Linked DNA regions of Sus scrofa: regions 1, 2, 3 and 5 are each linked to region 4. Evidence: chromatin contacts called from public Hi-C and HiChIP or PLAC-seq data. All regions are on one chromosome and are shown on one strand. Each heading gives the region's core, a stretch centred on a gene start, on an enhancer-like site or on the middle of the called end of the contact. The rest is flanking DNA. Distances are from core to core; before and after follow the strand shown.

The links. Hi-C and Micro-C count contacts between places; a contact is called where the count stands out from the background. HiChIP or PLAC-seq counts read pairs in DNA pulled down with a chosen protein or histone mark.
Region 1: a contact with region 4 is called in a Hi-C map of embryonic fibroblasts, with 1.6 times the contacts expected there. The contact joins two enhancer-like sites. A contact is called at or near these places in 1 of 47 Hi-C or Micro-C datasets (embryonic fibroblasts) and 2 of 2 datasets of contacts at active chromatin or transcription factors (alveolar macrophages and skeletal muscle).
Region 2: a contact with region 4 is called in a Hi-C map of retroperitoneal adipose tissue, with 2.6 times the contacts expected there. The contact joins two enhancer-like sites. A contact is called at or near these places in 6 of 47 Hi-C or Micro-C datasets (alveolar macrophages, embryonic fibroblasts, heart right ventricle and 3 more) and 2 of 2 datasets of contacts at active chromatin or transcription factors (alveolar macrophages and skeletal muscle).
Region 3: a contact with region 4 is called in an H3K27ac HiChIP or PLAC-seq map of skeletal muscle. The contact joins two enhancer-like sites. A contact is called at or near these places in 2 of 47 Hi-C or Micro-C datasets (both in skeletal muscle) and 1 of 2 datasets of contacts at active chromatin or transcription factors (skeletal muscle).
Region 5: an H3K27ac HiChIP or PLAC-seq map of skeletal muscle shows a contact between it and region 4. The contact joins two enhancer-like sites. A contact is called at or near these places in 1 of 47 Hi-C or Micro-C datasets (liver) and 2 of 2 datasets of contacts at active chromatin or transcription factors (alveolar macrophages and skeletal muscle).

What each region holds. Positions count from the first base shown.
Region 1 is chr13:206,328,416-206,331,115 of Sscrofa11.1, forward strand. No RefSeq gene overlaps it. Among named protein-coding and RNA genes, the nearest start is that of CRYAA, 36 kb to the left of the region's middle. Within about 2 kb of position 1,251, at least 16 of the 83 cell types and tissues checked have an H3K27ac peak or open chromatin away from gene starts, as enhancers often do. A contact at or near this core is called in embryonic fibroblasts and skeletal muscle, where this site is marked.
Region 2 is chr13:206,357,134-206,359,833 of Sscrofa11.1, forward strand. No RefSeq gene overlaps it. Among named protein-coding and RNA genes, the nearest start is that of CRYAA, 65 kb to the left of the region's middle. Within about 2 kb of position 1,433, at least 40 of the 83 cell types and tissues checked have an H3K27ac peak or open chromatin away from gene starts, as enhancers often do. A contact at or near this core is called in embryonic fibroblasts, retroperitoneal adipose tissue and skeletal muscle, where this site is marked.
Region 3 is chr13:206,398,717-206,401,416 of Sscrofa11.1, forward strand. No RefSeq gene overlaps it. Among named protein-coding and RNA genes, the nearest start is that of SIK1, 66 kb to the right of the region's middle. Within about 2 kb of position 1,350, at least 28 of the 83 cell types and tissues checked have an H3K27ac peak or open chromatin away from gene starts, as enhancers often do. A contact at or near this core is called in skeletal muscle, where this site is marked.
Region 4 is chr13:206,578,959-206,581,658 of Sscrofa11.1, forward strand. All of the region lies in intron 8 of HSF2BP (heat shock factor 2-binding protein), which reads right to left. Among named protein-coding and RNA genes, the nearest start is that of HSF2BP, 49 kb to the right of the region's middle. Within about 2 kb of position 1,398, at least 61 of the 83 cell types and tissues checked have an H3K27ac peak or open chromatin away from gene starts, as enhancers often do. A contact at or near this core is called in embryonic fibroblasts, retroperitoneal adipose tissue and skeletal muscle, where this site is marked.
Region 5 is chr13:206,437,402-206,440,101 of Sscrofa11.1, forward strand. No RefSeq gene overlaps it. Among named protein-coding and RNA genes, the nearest start is that of SIK1, 27 kb to the right of the region's middle. Within about 2 kb of position 1,345, at least 23 of the 83 cell types and tissues checked have an H3K27ac peak or open chromatin away from gene starts, as enhancers often do. A contact at or near this core is called in skeletal muscle, where this site is marked.

The sequences.
Region 1 (2,700 bases), core at 1-2,500, 250 kb before region 4:
AGACAGGACATGGGCTCAACCTTGGGCGCATCTGGAGTCTGAGCTATTGGAGTCTCTCTTTGGGAGAGAAGCTGGAGTGCCCTGCCAGGTGGATGCCGCTGGCCTTCTCTGAACAGAGCCCCAGCTGCCATTCCGGCCTCTTGCCTCCTCCTCGGGCATTTAGATCTGCTTCTCAGTGGCCACTGGGACCAGGCTGCCCTCTCCGACCCACGAGCACCTTCCTGGGGGCACCCCTTTCAAGGCTGCTTGTCTTAACAGGGCCCGGCTCCCCGAGCTGCTCTGTTTCAGCATCCTGCGGCAGCTGGGGGCATCCGAGGCCACCTGCCTCCTGAAGTCACAGCCACCCACCCAGGAAGCCCCGAGTCCTGTCACCGGGAGGAAGAGGCAGCTGGCCCCTCCCATGGCTCTGCGGGCAGGCACCCCAGCTGCCAGGCTCACCTGTCACTTGCAGACAGTTCCATTGGCCTCAGTGAGGGCCCCGGGTCCCGCGTCAGGAGGGTGGGGGGCTGGGGGTGTGACCCTGACTCCTGGGGCCACGTGCAGAAAGCCTCGCAGAGGGGAGGCACCTTTCAGCCGTCGGGTTTCGTTGGCTGCAATTTTCTAAATCGATCCTTCAACTCACAAGCAAAAGAAAATCACAGGTCCCCGCCACGCGCCACGTGGGGGGCCAGCTGCCATCTTCCAGAGATCATCACTTACTTCTCTGCAGCTGCTGCCAGTCGTGGCCACCTGTCGTCAGGGGCAGTGCCAGGCAGAGGGCTCGAGTGTATAGGCTCCTTGAGCTGCCCCCGAGGGCCACGTGCCAGCTGCCCCTGGGGCAGGCCAGATTTTTATTTTGTTTCTGTCTATGTTGACCAAAGCCCAGCACAAGTAGGTGCTTAATAAATGCTTGCTCCGTGTTTCGGTGAGTTAAAAGTCACCAGTTTCCTGAAGTTTATAGTGGTCACAAATATTTATTGAATAAGTTAATAAACCACACATAAAAAAAAACCTGTGGTTCTCAGGGTGTGAAGGGTGCCGGGGGTGGGGAGGGCACCGGGGGTGGGGAGGGTGCCTGGGATGGGGAGGGTATTGGGGGGGTGCCCGGGGTGGAGAGGGCACTGGGGGTGGGACCCCCGCTCCCTAGAGGGCCTCACAGGAAACCACGGGGCTGGCATCTTTGGAGAAGCCCGAGAATGTCCACTCCCTGTCAACAAATCCTGGGGTCATCAGAATGTCACATTTCTTTGCTTCCAGAGGAGCTTAATCATGCTGGTGACGGGATGCTGTAATGTTATCTCACAGAGACGGAAGCGGGCAGTGTGTGATCCAGGGGCGGGAGTTAACCACCTCTCGGGAAATACCATCTGCTTGAGTGTCAGTGAGGAAAAGGGAGTGGCTGCCCGGTGGCCACGCACCAGGCACCATAGATGGGAAACAGCTTTCTCTGGGCAAGTATGGTGGAGATTTCTGGTGGACCCGTGTCCGTCTTCCCTTTCTGGTTCCTTGGCCACCCAGATAACAACCACACCTCCAGATCACACCTCTTGAAGCCAGGTGAGCCGTGTGGACTGGAGAAGAGGGAGGAGTGCAGAGCTGGGATGACCAGTAGAAGTAAAGACTGTGCTTCCCCTCCCCTTGGCCCCTTCCAGCTGCTTGGAAACTAGTTGAGAAGGAAGGTGCTGGAGCAGCCACTTTGGGCCACGAGGCAAAAACTGCAGTGTGAGGAGGGCAGAGCATCGAGAAGGAGTCTGGGTCCTCGTGCACTGGAGCAACCCCAGGACGTGCATCCGGAGGAGCAAAACCTCCGTCTTGCTTCTGCTGCCGTGCGTGGGGACTTTGTTACAGCAGCGCATGCTCTGCCTTCACTCCCAGGGCACCCAGCCCTCCTGGTCTGAGTGCTTGGTGAACCCCTCTCTTGCCAGGTGAACCCCCCACCCCCACCCGAAGGCAAATGTTACTTTGGCAGTACTCACACATGACTTTCCTTTTCCAAATTTAATTTACTGGGCTCCTTTGGTGAGAAATAACATTTAAGGTATTTAAGTTAATAACTTAATTCCTAAACAAATTCCAGTATTATCACTTCCCTCGCTCCTCTCCCCTCTGCTTTTAAGTTTCTTGGCTTCTCTGTGTGCAGAGGTCAAGGCCAGGTGACTCCCAGCTCTGCGGCAGCTGGAGGCTCGGGGTTCCCACCCCCTTCTCTTCCCCACCCCGTCCCCACACCCAGGCCTCGCCAAAGGGACATGAAAGATGTGTGGGCTGCATCGGAAAGTCGCTGGCCTAGGACTTCTGGATGGTAGCAGGAACTCAGGCTGCAGGGGCCTCGGGCCCTGGATTGCTGGGAAAACTCACGTGGGACTGGAGTTCAGAGAAGGAACCTGAAATTCCAAGGGTCATTGCCTTGATTTTATTGTGTGTCCTTTTTCCGTTTTTTAAACATTAGCGGTCTCGGGACTGCTATGTTTTCTTTTGCATTTGGGCGTCTCGGTTTGGGCTGCCTGAAGTCGAAGCCCTGTTTAAGTTCAGCGCGTAAACGCACCCTCACCTCTGCCCCGTCGTGCGGACGTCTCTGCTCATTGCCGTCGTCCCTGCCAGAGGCCTCCTCGCACTCACCCTGGGCTGCATCCCGCGTGGCTGCGGCTGCCTCTTGTTGCCTGGCACCTGCTTTCCCTGTTTCATCGGCCGCACAATTTGTGGGCGACCCCTGCCCTCTCCCGG
Region 2 (2,700 bases), core at 183-2,682, 220 kb before region 4:
TGCTGTGGCTCTGGCGTAGGCTGGTGGCTACGGCTCCGATTAGACCCCTAGCCTGGGAACCTCCATACGCCGCGGGAGCGGCCCAAGAAATGGCAAAAAGACAAAAAAAAAAAAAAAAAAAAAAAAAAAGGTTCCTCTTTCCAACACACCGGAAGTTTTCTTTAAACCTCGGAATGGATTTACTTTTGGCCCAAGTTCGAGTGGGTGACAGTTCCATGTTGAAAGGGAGGGCCCGGGCCCTGAGGTCTGTGGCCCACTCACCTCCGGGCACGTGGGTGGGTGGGGGAGGGGTGACAGCCCAGCGATGCCGCCCGGAGGCCAAGCTGCAGCCCTGGCCTGTCAACCCAGAGAAGTGTTTGCAGCGGTCAAGTCCACTGTGGGGGGGCCAAGGGCGTGTGGTGGCAGGACGTTCGGACTAAACTGGCACAGAGCTGACAGCCTAGAAAACCCTCCTTTAAAAGCATGAAATAGGTTAGGGCTCTTTCACCTGAAAGGAACGTGGCAGCAGGCATTTGTGGCCCGGGGCAGAGTTGGACGTAGAGGGCCAGCCTGCTGCATCTTGCTGCACCCCAGCTCCAGTCCACACCAAGAGGTCACCTTAGGTCCCAAATGTCTCTGGAACTCCAGCCAGTGAAAGGGTGCCACCTGGCACCTCCTCGTCTGACGGTCCTCTTTCCTCCATGGGCTCCTTTGCCCCGGTCCGCGGGCTATTTGTTCAGGGCTGCGGTCACGCGTGGAACTCAGGGGACCTGAACTATCTTTGCATCTCGGGGATCATGACTCCAGCCTCCCGGGGCCTCTCAGATCCACCCGAGACATGCGTGGTGGACAGGCAGCATCCTGGGTGCGCTTCAGGACCTGGGCAGGATGCCCCCCTACCCCAGCCCAGCATGGACCCCACCCCAGGGCAGCTGCCGGCTTCGGGGAGGAGGCGTTTGGTGGGAATAGATTTGTACGGAACACCAACCCCCATCCCCACCCCAAGAGAGGAGTTTACTGATAACCTGCCACCTGCCTGCAGTTTGGACTGATTTTCTTGCTTCCTTATGGCATCTTGGCTGGGCAATGGGGCCGTCCCATCCCGTAGGAGCAGAAACTGGGGCCCTGAGCGCCCGCGGATCCAAGGCCGTCAGGAGGGCAACAGCCAGGAGAGTGTGGTGCCTCCAGGGCATGAGTGGCACAGAGGGATCCCCGGCCACTGAAGGAGGCACCCAGGACCCAGTCCCCTCCTGGCTCAGCTGCCTGAGCCCCCAAGGGCAGGCCAGGCCCCCGCAGAGCTGTTTCAACACGCGTGTTCTACGTTCCAGGGCAGAGGCCCGTCTCCAAGGAGAGCGGGGCCAGCCGTGCGTCCCACAGGAAGCCAGCCCCCGTCACTGCCCTGCGGCCGGCACATTCCAGAGGCCCTCGGGGACACGGCCCTGGGCCTCCCGGGCTGGCTGCCCTCCCGCGGGGCTGGGCGGCCTCTCTCGTACGTGACTGCCCGTGAGTGCACAGGCCGTGTGTGGGTGTGTGCCGGGCCCGGGTGCAGGAGCAATGCTGTGTGGACTTGTCATCTGAAACAAACCAGTCGGCAGAGACGTCAAAGCCGCCGGCAGTGCCTGCCTGGTTGAGCCTGAACAATGATGCTTTTTTTAGCCTGACAACCTGTTAAGCGGCAGGAGCTGGGAGCAGCGGTAAAGGCGTCCCCCAGCCCGTTGCTGGAAGAGACGCCAGGCAGAGCGGGCTGATGGGTGACAGGCTGATGGGCTGACCTCGCGCTGGAGGCTGGGGTTCAGCCTGGGGTCTCCTTGGTGGAGGAGGCTGTCACTTAGCCCCTGGGACTGTTTTCAGACCTGAGGTTTCAGTGACACCTGCTGACGTCAAAAGCTTCAGGACTGGAGGCAAACCAGTAAAACAGGGCGAAGCCAACCTGCAGTTTTTCTCTCTAAAAAGACATACTAGGAAGTGAATGCTGGGAAGTAAAAACCAAGCCAGAGCTGTGGAAGGCTTGGGGTTCTTCCTAGAGCTCCAGGGGTCCCCAGCCTGAGATGGCTCTTGAGGAGCAAATGAGCTGAGGGCTGGGGTTGGTCAGAGCCTTCCAGCCCCCTTGGTGGACGTGGGGCCGCCGGGGCGGGGGGTTGGTGGGGTAACACCAAGTGATGTGCTTTCAGCCCGACAGTCAGCACGACGATGCTGCAGAACCACGTGCCCTGGGTTCTGATCCAGGGACCGGCTCTCCTGGGAGGGGCCGTGGGGGCTGCAGCCTCGGAGCAGAACCCCATGCGCGGCTGGCTCCACACTCACTCACGGGGTGTGAGCGTTGTATCAGCGGGAGGAAACTCCCACCAGGCGCCTGTTTGGGGCGCTCCCCTCGCCGGATTCTGGCTGAGCTGAGTCACCTGCATGATGGATTTGGGGATCTGACTGCACCCAAACTTTCCACTCCGCCAGGAGCACCTTGAGCCAGCAGCCTCTGCCTCCTGGAGCCTTTCCCGTCCAGGCCCGGCTCGTGCATGGCCCGGAGCTGGGGAGGGCTGGGCACCCTCGAGTCAGTGGACATGAGGCTTGATGTCAGGGCTTCCCTGTTACACAGCCCCCGCCAGGGCCCGCTCCCCGCTGCAGACCCAGCAGGCCTGCCTCGTGTGGTTGGAGTGTGGTTTCCGCCCCAGCACACCTGCTGCAGTGGCTCCACCAGGGCCATCGGGCTCCCCGGGCCCCACC
Region 3 (2,700 bases), core at 100-2,599, 180 kb before region 4:
TAAGATCCAGGAAGGTTTTGTCTTACCAGTGCCCTGCTGTGACTCTGTCCCCCCATAAAAGTCTAGAGGATTCCATTCCTCTATGGCATCACATTACTCGGGATTCTTTTGGGCTGCAAATGACAGAACCCAACTCAAGCTCATGTCAGTAAAGGGTGTTTGCTGGATGATTTAACTGCAGTGGGCTTCAGGAACAGCTGGATCCAGGAACTCAAATGATATCACTGGGCTTATCTTATTTAGACTAAGCTTGATTTCACCTGCGTTGACTTTGCTCGGGAGTGCTAGTCTTAGGGTGACGGGGTCCCTGGAACTTCCAACTTGGAGGATTGGGGTCATTCTGTCTTTGTTGTTTCCAGCAAAATCCCAGGCAGGACTTTGATGCCGGTCACAGGCTTGTCCCTGAGCTGTTTTCTGTGGGTGAGGAAACACAGTCCTCTCATTGGCTGTCCTGGGGTCCCATGACGATCCTGGGGACGGCGGGGCTGTAAAAACAGCCACAAAAGCTGCTATGTGCTGTAAGAGTGGAAGGAGGTTTCGCTAAAGGAACTCCTGAAAGAGGGGTTTGGTTACCAGGTGAGGAGGAGATTGTCTGGGAAGGCGAGGTCCGTCCGCGCCCGACAGTCCTGAGGCTGATTCCTGACGTCACCCCTGGGAGAGGCTTCTTGCTTTCCAGGACCCCTACACCTCAGGCCAGGGAGGTCCCACAGGGCACACAGGGCTAGGAACACAGTAGGTGCTCAATACATGTCTGGGCTGTGGACATACACGGCAGGAACCTGCAACTGGGCGCATCACTGCATCCTGCCTCGTACCATCCAGGTTGGATGTCTCACCTCCGCGGGGGTCCGTGTGGGAGACCCAGGGAGGCAGGGTGGGGTTGCGAGGCCATTCCCACCCCTGCGGCGGGACATGCTGCCCTTTGGGGGTGGCCTGGGTGGCCCCCGAGCGTGCGTTCTCTAAAGCTGCTGCTTCCCCTTCTGCTCCCATCAGCCCAGATCAAGATGCACGTGCCTTGGACGCTAAGGGACATTGCCTGGGGGCTGGTGTGTGACAGACTGGGCCACGTCTCCGTAGGGAGGGCTGGGGGCTGCTGCGCCCACCAGGCCAGCCTCTGGGCTCCAGGGCCAGGACCCTTGGTTCTCTGCTCTCAGGGGAGCACCGAGGCCTGCAGGTCCTCAGCAGCCAGCTTAGAGGCTGGGTGGGAGCAATTCCAGAATCTCAGGCATTTGGAAATGAAGCAGCTGCTGGGCCTGGCGGCCCCAGTGGCCCTCCCCTAACCGTGTGTCGGATCAGCTGCTCACAAAACCTGGCGCCCAGGAGGCTCGGCAGGGACATCCGAGGAGGGAAGAGTCTTCCTTAGCCAGCACTTCAGGCGGAAGCCCTTCCGAAACCTTCCGAGCCAGGGCTTCCTTCTCCTTTGCAACCTGCCTGCGTGTCTGGGTTTCCAGGGGCCGGGCTGGGCTGGAAATAGAGGTGCATTTGGTACGTTTGTTCACTTTGCAAATATTTGCTGTGCCCCACCCTGGGGGGCGGGGCTGGGCCCACACTGCCTCCCCCCGCCGCCCCCCCCACCGCCTTGTGAGCAAAGCAGAGAAACTGGAGCCTTGGGGCAGCTCAGGTCAAGTGAGGAAGCCAGAAGAGGAGCAAAGAGAAAAGAGAGCAGCAAATTCGCAGACGAGGAGGCGTAGATAAGCAGAATATGGGGAGAGGCCAAGGGCGGGCTCACTTTTCCACGTGCTGCTCGGGGCGAGGCAGCCCCCCGGGGCTGGGAGCAGGGGGGCAATGTCTCCCACGTGTGCGCTTAGGCTCCCTGGGCTCCCGCGTGGAGGACGGATGGTGGCGGGGCCACCCGTGGGAGGCTGCTGAGAGATCCGGGTGGTCCCGCGGGGTGATGTGGGCGTGCGGTCTGAGGCTCAAGCCAGTGGGGTTTCCTAAGAACCTGGACCCGACCTGAACCCCTGGAAGGGTGTGGCGGGGGGTGGGGAGGGTCCTCACACTCAGACTAGTGGATGCGGCCACGTCGGGGAAGCAGGTCTACCAGATGGCCAAGTGGAGGAAGCGAGACCGTTGTCTGGTGTCCCGGACTCGGCGGGAGGCATCCAGGAGTCAGAGCTACTGTTTACTGCAGTGAAAAAAGCCTTAACCCTGAGACCCCCGCCAGGGCCCTGCAAACATTTATCTGCATCTCACTGTGCTCCTCAGGACTCTGCTCATGCTGTGGGCTCAGGGCAGGGGGCTCCTGAGGCTGAGATCAGCCCTCAGGTGGGCAGGAGGTGGCGTGTGTTCCCTGACCTACGGGCTGGGCTCTGCCCCTCCAAGACCCCTCCGTGGGTTACGCTGCTCCTGTAGCAGAGGGCCTGAAATGCAGTGAGAAATAACAAGGTAGCCCCCCGTCCCCCCACTTTCCAGTGGGGGCTGCACCTAGACCTCAGGGTGGCAAAAGGAAGCTGCTGAGTGTGAACATGTGAGTGTGTGTGTGTGTGCCTGAGATGCATCTCATGCATTCGTGTGTGCGGGAGGTGGGCATGAGAAAAGCTTTAATTCTGAGACCCACGTGTGTTTGCATGTATGTGTGTGAGTGTGTTTGTACTTAGATCTGGTATAAAAAGGGACCTGGTGAACTCAGGCAGGAAGAATCCGGGGTCGGAGGGCCCTGCCACTAGACCTGGGATGAGCCCGCCCAGGTCCCGGCGGGGG
Region 4 (2,700 bases), core at 148-2,647:
CTGCAAAGACAGAGCTGCCGTCAGCCAGGACTGCGAAGGCCGTGGTTCGAGTTCAGTGGGGGGAGCCTATGAATTTAGTCTGAACATACTGAGTTTGAGTCCATGCGGTAAAAAAACAAAACAAAATAAAACAAAACAGAACAAATTTAAAATGAGCAGAAGAGGCGTTCCCATCATAGGTCAGCAGTCAATAAACCCGACAAGTATCCATGAAGACGCAAGTTCAATCCCTGGCTTTGCTCAGTGGGTTAAGGACCCAGTGTTGCCTTGAGCTGTGGTGTAGGTCCAAGACGCAGCCTGGATCTGGCATTGCCGTGCCTGTGGCGTAGGCCGGCAGCTACAGCTCCGATTAGACCCCTAGCCTGGGAACTTCCATATGCTGTGGATGCAGCCCTAAAAAAGATTTTAAAAAACAAAAAACAAAAAGATACATGGACCCTTATGTTCACTGCAGCATTATTTACAACAGCCAAGACATGGAAGCAACCTCAATGTCCATCCACAGAAGAGGGGATCAAGATGTGGTCCATACAGACAATGGACTATGACTCGGCCACAAAAAGAATGAAATAAAGCCACCGGCAGCGACGTGGATGGGCCTAGGGGTTCTTATACCAAGTGAAGGAAGTGAGACAAAGACCACACGAGATCACCAACGCATGGAATCTAAAAAGTGAAACAAGAGAACTTGTTCACAGAACAGATATTCCACGCAAAGATCCTGAAACCAAATTTGTGGTCACCAAAGGGGAGACATTCGGGGCAGGGGGGACGGGGAGGCTGGGGTTCGCAAGTGTGCACAACACACACCACATGCATCGTCACGGGGCCCCACCGCGTAGCTCGGGGCTCGAGCCCGTGGTCTGTGACGGCCTGTGTGGGGAAGACACAGGCCGTCACAGGATGGACGTACCCAGAAACGCAGGGCTGATTCCCTCTGCTGCACCCCGGAAACGAACACAACACTGCGAGGCATCTACAAGCCGGCAATGCTAATCACACGTAAAAACCCCTGGAGCCGCGGCTGATGGCGGGTCGGACCCTGCGGGGGGCTGGGGAGAGCGGTCTGGGCTGAGGGACACCCGCGCAGGGCAGCCCGTGTTTCCCGGCGCTCACACAAACCAAGCGCGTGGCAGCCAGAGGCAGACGTCCCGGTGCCGCAGCGACACGGAGCAAGAGGGTAGGAGACAGGCACGAACGAGGGACGAGGGACGCGTGCGATCTCATCCCCCTTTGCCTAACGGTTACCTAACACCCGGCCGGCGTCTCAAAACACTCTGTTCTCAAGGGCTGTTTGCTGGGCTGTGACGCCAGCTCTGCAGCTTTACAGGAACGTGAGGAATGTGCAGAAGCCTGGGAAAGAGCAGCACTGAGCCGCCTACGGGGAAGGACGGGCAAGCCCAGCGAGGCCAGAGGAAGTGCAAGGATCCAGCCCGAGGGCGCCTGACAGCAGCTGCTCCGGTCGAAGAAGGCCGGACACGTGAACGCAGCCTGCCCCCTTCAGGCCAAAGGGATGAAAAGGACATGAGCTTTCGGCGTGGCAGAAAGACTGAGATTAAAAACAACAAGGGGACAAACTCCAATTTAACACCTGCTACGGGAGGGGTTGGTCCCGGTGCAACTGCATTTCCGGACACGTTAAGGCCCGTGAGGCACATCCCATTCCGTGAACCAGGACAGGGATTCTAGGAAGTGCCCGAGTAGACGGGGCTAAGGAAGCAAAGCGCCTGTTCTTTAAAACCCATCAAATTTCAGAGTCCCCATCACGGCACAGCAGAAGCGAATCCGACTAGGATCCATGAGCTTGCGGGCTCGCTCCCTGGCCTCGCTCAGGGGGTTAAGGATCCGGCGCTGCCGTGAGCTGCGCTGTAGGTCACAGACAAGGCTCAAATCCCGCATTGCTGTGGCTGTGGTGTAGGCACAGCTGAGGCTCCAACTGGATCCCTAGCCTGGGAACCTCCCTATGCCGCAGGTGCGGCCCTAAAAAGCAATAAATTAATTAAATTAAACATATCACATTTGCTAACAGGAAAACTGATAAGCGTAGGACCCAACAAAACCTTTTTCCCTAGCTTTTTTAAAAATTAGAAGAGGTTCTTATTTTCTAGTATATCCTCATAAAGCAGAATAAGCCAGTCTGAAAATTCTCTTTTAGTCCTAAGCAGTCGTGAGGTTTAGACTGATGAACACAATCACACCACCACCAGGCACCAAGAAGCACATACTATTTTTCAGAGAACAAGCAGCTTCTATTTTGCTATCCTACAGTGAAATACATACTCATCTTTCTAATGCTACAGCTTCCAAGTCCCCTTCAAGGAGACGAACCCCCAAAGCCTCAGGCCGTGTCTCCTTGCAAAGCTCCTTCCCCCACCTTGACCCGCCTGGGCTGCTCACTCCCTGCTGGGAATGGACCCTGGCCCAGGCCTCACCCGCCCCTGGGTCACCTGTCCCCATGCAGACGAGGCCTCCTGCCCACGACCAACCCGAGGATCGCCCTGGGTCCTCACTCTGGCCGCACTGTGGGTCACGGAGAGCACTGCAAGGGAGCCGGGCCCTCTGGGAACCTGCAAGCCCCTGACTCCTCTCCCTTCTCTGAAAGTGTACTTTTGCCTTGATAAAGGTGTAAAATGTCTACCTTCCCGTGCTTTGCTATGGGAGACGGGGAGACGGGACCAAGCTGACAGTGAGGCTATCACC
Region 5 (2,700 bases), core at 95-2,594, 140 kb before region 4:
CAGGAGGCCTGCTGAGCCTGCTCCACCACACCCAGCTCCATTATCTCCCACCATAGCCCCTGGCAGGCCGTGTGATGCCACCACAGCTCCCCCTGGACCCCCATGTCCCCTGCAGCCCAGGGCTGGCCTGTCCCACTCACCCCAAGTCCTCAGACCTGGCTCATGTCCTCAAGCAAGGGGTCCCCATGGGGAGACCTGGCCAGGCGGCACCCAGGGACAAGATCCTGATGACCAAAGAGGCCCCTGTGGAGGTCTGGGGCCCCCTTTAGACAGCGAACCCCAGCAGCGAGCTCGCCACAGGCCACCGTGTGCTCAGGCAGTTGACTCGGCTGCCTCCAGGGCCACATCTGTCCCGTTTCGGGCACCGCCTCCCAAACGCAAGGCCTCAGGGGCTGGTGTTGGGGTGAAGGGGGGCAGGGACAGGAGGCAGCTGTCCCCATGGCGACGGCGGCCCCTCCTGCTCCGGGGGTGTCACCAGGACTGGGGCCCAGGGCAGGGGGCTCACGGTTGCAAAGGCTCTTTTCCAGGAAACACACCCCAGTGTCAACGGCTGAGCCTCCGGGGGCTCAGATCTTAGCTTACATTCATGTTTGTCCCTTTGGAGACACGAATTTTCTCGGCCACCTTCAGTCTTGGGGAAGGGACCTGTCAGGGCCCTGCTTTGGCCGCTCTGGGCCCTTGTGGACTCGCCTCTCCCCCCCCTCCCCCGCCCAGTCTTGCCTCAGCTCCTGTCCCAGGATGCGACGTCGGGTCCTTCAGCTGCTGAGCCACAACGGGAACTCCAAAACGTCAAGCTTTTAAACAAAGGCAGGCTCCGGGCCTGGCCCAGGGCGCCAGGACCCTGGCTGGTGCTGCCCCGGATCCCACAGGACCCAGCAGGTGTGCGGACTGGAAGTTCAGGGGCTCCGAGCCTGCGGCGGGATCGCTGCCAGGAACAGACGTGGCTGCCTGGGCTTCCTGCGGAGGGAAAACAATATCCCAGCGAGGAAATCCCGGCTCCCAGGGAATTTCCCAGGCTGCGGGCGGGTGACTCCCGCCCCACGACGGGCGCGGGGCCAGGGCCTCCCGGGAGCCTCAGACCCTCTGCCAGGGGACTGTGGCTCCAGGGCCCCCGGAGACCGAGCTTCCCACACAGAGGGGAGGCTGAGAGCCTGACCACTGAACCCAGAAGTGTGTTCTAACCCGCCGCCTGTGAGTAATTAGTTATGGAGCCTGACCCCCGGGGAGGAAGAGAACAAAGACCACTTGCATCTGATTTCGCTTGAGGAAAAGTTCCACCAGTCCCCGCTGCTGCGGAGGGAGGATGCCCCAGGGAGAAAAGCGAAAGCTGCTTCCAGATTTCTCCACCTGGGAAAGTCCCTTCCGACGACAGCAGCGGCCGTGACTTCACGGGAGGGGAGGGTCGTTCCAGGTGTGGGCCTGACGGGAAATAGATGTTCCCATCCAGCTGGGTCGTCTGAGGAGTGTTTCTTAGAGGCACAATCTGCAAGAGGGTAGACAGGCCTTCGCAAGCAAGGCAGGGGTGGGCAGTGTCCTGGGGGTGGCCCAGGAGAGGCTGTGTCCCCCCCCGGACCTGAGGGAGGGGAGGAGCAGGGACTGACCTTGTAGCCACTGGGGCAGGAAAGCCCGGGGAGGACAGGGCATGGGCACACACACGCGTACACACACACACACGCGGAAAGGAGTGATCTACGTAGCAATCTAAACCCACAAACCTTCGCTCCCCTCAGCTTCGGTGGCTCAGGGAACCAGGAGGTACTCAGCTGGGTGGTTCTGACTCAGGGTTTATTCACCGCGAGGCTGCAGCCAGTTGAGCCAAGGCTGCCTCATCCAGAGGTGTGACCGGGGCTGCAGGTTCTGTTTTCTAGAATGTCTGTGTACGTGGCGGTGGGCAGGAGGTCTCTGTCCCCCACCGGTGGACCTCTCTGCAGGGCTGCCTGAGTGTCCTCACGCCATAGCCGCTGGCTTCCCCAAGAGTGAGTGACCCAAGAGAGGACGACGGAAGCCACCGTGTTGTGTGTGACCTTGTCCTGGATGTCACTGACCCTCTCAGTCCCAGTGCCGGAGGGGATTCCCAAAGGGCATGAGGGGCTCCCGGCGTGGCTCAGTGGGTTAAGAACCCGACTAGCATCCATGAGGTTGAGGGTTCGATCCCTGGCCTCGCTCAGTGGGTTAAGGATCCGGCGTTGCCATGAGCTGTGGTGTAGGTTGCAGACGCGTCTCCGATCCCACGTTGCTGGGGCTGTGGTGTAGGCCGGCGGCTGTAGCTCCGATTGGACCCCTAGCCTGGGAACCTCCATATGCCGCAGGTGCAGCCCTAAAAAAAAGAAAAAAATGGGGGGGGGGAGGCATGAGGCCCAGGAGATGAGGGCGGCTGGGTGCCAGCTTAGAAGCTAGATTCCAGTTTGAGCGAGACCGTTACCGGAGCTGGGGATCCAGTGGCCGAGGTTGAAAATGGCAGAGGTACTGAGCACCCCTGGTGGCCCCCAAACCTCCCCGCAGAGCTTAACGCATGAGAGTGCGACAGGGGGGCGTCCAGCAGGGTTGGGGGGCCCTGGGGGAGCCAGCCTGGAGGATGCGGGGCCGAGGGGAAGGGCGCCTCCCGCACCCCAAGCCCGCGCCCTGGGAGACGGCAGCTGAGCTCACCGAGGGGGACAAGACGGCAAGCGGCCTGCGAGAGGGCGGCTGCCGGGGGACACA